Regions from separate parts of the Mus musculus genome. Here region 1 is linked to region 2. A link is a contact called in public HiCAR-type data. All regions are on one chromosome and are shown on one strand. The core of a region is the stretch at or near the end of the contact, and the rest is flanking DNA. Distances in the headings are between cores, read along the strand shown. Region 1 has its middle 140 kb from the start of Abcc12. Region 2 overlaps Phkb (phosphorylase kinase beta).

Evidence for each region. HiCAR-type assays count read pairs that join an accessible place to other places.
Region 1: a HiCAR-type map of astrocytes shows a contact between it and region 2, with 3 times the contacts expected there. The contact joins two enhancer-like sites. A contact is called at or near these places in 3 of 115 datasets of contacts at active chromatin or transcription factors (astrocytes, differentiating embryonic stem cells and embryonic basal ganglia).

The regions. Positions count from the first base shown.
Region 1 is chr8:86,423,168-86,425,867 of GRCm38.p6, reverse strand. No RefSeq gene overlaps it. Among named protein-coding and RNA genes, the nearest start is that of Abcc12, 140 kb to the left of the region's middle. Within about 2 kb of position 1,292, at least 10 of the 459 cell types and tissues checked have an H3K27ac peak or open chromatin away from gene starts, as enhancers often do. A contact at or near this core is called in astrocytes, where this site is marked.
Region 2 is chr8:85,870,582-85,873,281 of GRCm38.p6, reverse strand. All of the region lies in intron 2 of Phkb (phosphorylase kinase beta), which reads right to left. Among named protein-coding and RNA genes, the nearest start is that of Phkb, 31 kb to the right of the region's middle. Within about 2 kb of position 1,426, at least 58 of the 459 cell types and tissues checked have an H3K27ac peak or open chromatin away from gene starts, as enhancers often do. A contact at or near this core is called in astrocytes, where this site is marked.

The DNA of each region.
Region 1 (2,700 bases), core at 43-2,542, 550 kb before region 2:
AATGTGAAAGTCAGAAGGCTTCAGAGGCACTGTGGTATTTCTGATTGAAGATGTTGCTCCAGGCTTCCCTACCTGAATAGTGAGATAGAATTTATGTGAAGAGCTATGGCAGAACTTATGTCAAGGAGCTTTAAGTCTGGACTAGGGTTGCAAGGAAAATAAAGGAAAAACCACTTATAGAGCATCAGCTACCCATGCATGGTGACAAACATTGTGCTCAGAAAAGCTCAAGCTGTGTGCTCTGCCAAAGGAGCCCACATTCCACCACGGACAGCAGCCATATCTGTCCAAAGCCCACCATGGACAGCAGCCATATCGCCCCAAGGCTCATTTCTCTTATGCAACCACCAGACACTTGACTTCCTTTGGGAAGCATCTTCACTCCATTCTCAGATCGTATCTTTTATGTACTGACTCTTCTCAAAGGCCACAGTTGGTCACATGCCTGACAGCTAACCAATGAGACTTTTCCATCCTTCTGATTGGTTCATAAATGGACCCATGACCCAAGGCTGACTAATTAATTTTCAGGATTCAGATTTGAACTCTTAGGTAAGAATTTTATCTTTTAGGTAACTAGTCCAGAAGCAGAAAGGATTGCCATCAGGACAAAAGCACACCTGTCCCCTGCCACCTGGTTGTGGGAGAGGCAACTTGATCACTATCACATTGCATGGGTCACACACTTACCAAGTCCTACTCCTCCACCCAGAGAGTCACCCCTGTTACATAGCCTGGCTTCCCTACCTCAATCGTATACCAATGCCACGTGTATATTCTTTAAGGATGGTGTATGTCATTCTCTTGGGCTTGCAAGCAATAAAATGTTTAAATTAGCTTTCCCCTCAAGAGAAAGAGTTTATTCCATTAAATATTAAGGGAAAGGATGCATCCAGGCCCTCTGAATGATTGGAACAGGGACAGAGAGCCTTAGTCCCCAAGTACTACAAAAGATTAAAAAACAAACAAACGAACAAACAAAAACACTTTTGCTTTTATTTATGACCATAAATATTGCTCCAGGGTCTTGACTATCCAAGGCAAGCCCTCTACTACTGAACTACATTTACATTTTAAAAGTCTTTAGTTTGAGATAGGGTCTCCCTGAGCTATCAAAGCTGGCTTCAAACTCACTCTATAACCCAGATTGACTGTAAATGAGGCCTGTTCCTGCGGCAGCTTTTTGAGTAGCTGGGATTACAAACCAGTGGCACCAACACCCCAGGTATTGTACTGGCCTTTGTATTGTTTTCTGACTCATTTGGGTGTGAGCTTCTTTCCCTGACTCAGACAAGCAACATGCCTGAAACTGGGTCTCATTTAGCATTGAGAGGCCACATCTACCATCTCCCAAATCCAACTTGAAAGTGCCTCAGAGAGAAAGATCTGTTTTCTGAGGGTTGTGAGTCACCCCTTTGGCTGAAGGAGCAGAGAATTGAGGTAACAAAACATCATTCCGTTTTCAAGAAAGAACCAAGGGAGACCTGGCTCCACAGCCCAGAACTGCATAAAAAAACAAACAACCAAACAAAAAACAAAAAGCCGGAAGTTTGATATGAATAATTTAGAAAAAGCACTGACCTCAGGATGGATTATCTACAGTGTCCAAGGGAAATGTTTTGACTAAGATGACCCAGAATGTCCCGACTTCAAAATATCCTTTCTCTGGGTAAGAATTAGCAAGACAGCCCATACTCCCATGACCTACCAAAGGGAAAATTACTTCAGAAAATACAAATTCCTACTGGGAAATGGAGGCTCTGTGAGCACAAAGTTCCTTCTGTTTCTAAACTTTAAATGGGAAACAACAACAACAGAAACAAAATGTTGAATCAGAGAGCCTTGTTCAGGCTTTCTCATGCTTTATTTTTGTTGGTTTTTTTCTTTGCTTGTTTTCTGTGATGGGCCCAGAAGGTCTCAAATTCTTTATTCTGTGTCTCTGTCTTTTGAGTGCTGGGATTTCAGGTATGAGCCATCTCCATTTGATATTAATTTTGAAAAATAGGAAATGCCCCTGTTGATTGTCTAAAGGCACCCCTAGCTCTAATTTTAGCATCTTTTATGAGTCCTCTGCACAGATGCCAGGCTTATGCATCCATCATCATCATCATTATCAACAACAACAACTAATACAACAACAAAACAAAGAAGTAGAAAAAACCAAACAAGACATTGAGCAAAATCCTAGTTGGCTATGATTCTTTACAACCCTCTTGTGGCCAACATTGTGCTCTGTGATGCTAAACCATTCTCAGCAATAACTCTTCCTCCTGGCTCCAAGTCTTCAAGGTTTCATGTTATTTTTGCCTCCAGCATCCTCATCTCTCCTCCTTTTAACTTACCCTAAATATCGTCTGCTATTGAAAGCTTGGTTCTGCATTCACCTTTGCTAGAACTACCTAACACTATATAGAACATTCTAGTCACTTACCTCTTGCTATCTGATTTATTGCCACCTTTGCTGTGTTCTGTTATACCTGCAGAGAGCCAACCCATGGAGAAGTCTTCTCCCAGCCTTCTTAGCCAGGCTCCAGGCAGGTGTATTCAGTGGAAGATAAAGGCCAGAGGCCATCTCCAAGGAGTCATCTCCTGGCGGTGGCTCCCTCATCCACAGTTCCTCATCCCCTTCTGTCTTGCTGTCTTTGCTATGACTTAACCTCTCTGCTGCTTTACAAAGCCTGTGTAGCTTCCCAGCTCTAC
Region 2 (2,700 bases), core at 177-2,676:
TCTATCTATTATTATCTATTCAATGAGTACGGTCCAAATTCTGAAATGTGCTTATAGAAACAGAGTACAACCTTAAAAAGGTAGGCACAAAATCTCCCTTCCTTAAACAAAGGATGCAGTCTATGACTATTTCCTCAGTCTCCCGCACTTGGGAACTGTGAACAGGCTCCAGCAGAGAAGGGAGGTGTAGGAAACCTCTCCCCTTCTGACTGTTTTGTCTGCAGCTTCAGTGGCTAGGACTGGGGGTGTGTATAGAACCTCTCCTCTGTACTACAGGGTATGAAATGAATTTGTTGGGGCAAAAAAACTGCATACAGCAGCAATGGTTGCCAATTCCAGACTTAAGATTGGCAAGCAGTTGCCACTGAGGATCTACATTAAGTCTGTGAGAAGCACACATTTTGCTTGAAATTTTATGCTCTGGCTGTAAAGATGTCAATGTTCTTATAGAACTGTTCACTGATCACAGTTGAAGACAAGGAAAGATGGCAAAATCCAAGTGATTACCCAAATCTGTTGAGTTCTCAAAGCACTACCATAACCCTGGTATTTCCCACATCACTGGCATTTGTTCCTGCTCAATCTTCCTTCCAGTTTCTCAGACACCTGCCAGCAGCTCCAACGTTAGCTGCCACTGCACGTCCAACCCTGCCGCCCATAGCGTCCTCCTGCTCACTGTCCTAGTTAGCTTGGTCCACTGCTTTTTACCACTGCGGTTTACTTCTGCTTTTACTCTAACTGCACTCAGCTCCTCCCTGTCCATTTGCTGTAAGCAATGCTACTTTCCAAGGTATGGAAATAATTCCCTGGGTTACAAAGATGCTCCTAAAGCATGAGGGCAGAGGAAAGCACCATCCATTTCAATTTTTAACCTGAATGGTGACTCAATACACCAAAGGCCTGAGACATTCATAAAAGGAGATCTCATCTCTGAAGTTAACAGGTTACCAGTACAGTAAAATAGTTAGTCCATTAGTGTACACTGCAGTACTCCCAATGAGACGGACCTAATTCTACAGTGGTAAAACATAGCACCGGAAATGCTCATAGCAGGGAACTTAGTTCTAGACCAGAGACAGTACAGGCTGTTGCCTGAAACCTCTGCGAGGGAAAGGCAAGCATAGGCTAGTGTTTCCGGTGCTTCTGAGGCCATGCTCAGACAGGCCCAATGAACCAAGGCTCACATGACAGAGAGAAGGACATTCTAATCTTTTGGGAGCCAAGAAGACCCAAGGATTTCCCAGAGGCATTGATGAAAAGACAAAAGGAACAAAAGTTTTGTATCCTTAACTAGGGACAGATGTGGCAAGGTCTGTTCTGGAGCGAGGGCCAGGGCCTCAAAGTTTTGGTTCCTGGGAAGCTGGCTTTCCCCCCCGTGAAGGGCTATGGTTTAAAGTCCTAAGGCAGCTCTGTCTAAAGTATGTTGCATTCTCTTGCCAACAATGACTTAGCTCTCTGCTGATCTTGGCTCATTTCCCTACTGCAAACAACATAGAAGATTGTGTATTTCTTAATAAGCTTGCTTGTGAGAAGCCATGAGTTATGAGTTACCAGCTTTCCTCAGCCCCAGTCCTCCCCTCAGGAACTTGTCATACAAGAAGGACTTGTTGGCTGGTCCAGGGCACTAACCCATCTGAGAGCAGAAGGAACTGAGCCTTGGTATGGCCACCTTACATTAAAGAATAGGGAGTTTCTAATGAAATAGACTGGCAGAAAATCAAAAGGCAGCCTGAAAGATCACCTAAGACTTCCTTCTGAAGATAGACACACACTTACATGTTGTTGATGCAGCTGTGCTAGGTGTGTTCACAACTGTGTCCATGCGGCTGCTTGTACGCCATTCTATGTTAAGACAGAATGGAGTAAAACAGAATCTGACCTTGAGTTCCCTCAAATAACTGATAAAACCTTTGGGTGCTCTGATTCTTTTTAAATAATTTTTTGTTTATGCTATTGTTATTTTTATTTTTAATCCTTTTCTTTTTGGCATGCCTAATTTAACAATGTGTATGTGTATATTGTGTGGATTCTACTTACTGGGAGACATACTAGTAGGCCTAGTAAGTACATATTTATTACCTTAAATACTATTATTTCCTTAAAATGTATTGAAATGGTATTTAGGACTCTATTAAATGTTTCAAAAACCGTTAAAATGCAACTTGTTTATAGACAATAACATTCAAAGGAGGCATTAAAGCATTGTTAAACTAACAAATTGTACACTAGATACATGGGCTTCGTTAATGATTTTCTTCTAAAAAAGGTTCTGGAAGAAATAATCTGTTTTTTAATCAAAGGTAAGAGGAAAATTACATAAAATGCTTTATGTTAGCCTGGAGATGCTCAGTGGGTAATGTACTTATCATCCAAGGATGACAACTTGACTCTGGATCTTCAGGACCCAAATAAGTACACAGTAGCATCTGCAGTCCTCACTCTTCCAGAGACTGGAGTCAGGAACAGGAGGATCCCTCCCAGCCATTGGCAGGCTAGACTAGCAAGTGCAGCTTTGAATAACAAGAGTCCCACTTCAAAAATGGTAGAAGGCTAGGAACAATGCCCTAGAGCGTCCTCTGACCACACTAACAGCACATACTCACATGGGCATACATGTATGTGTCCAAACGCACCTACATACTCACATGTGCATGCATATACATGCACAAACACACCCAATCACATGTGCATGCATGTATG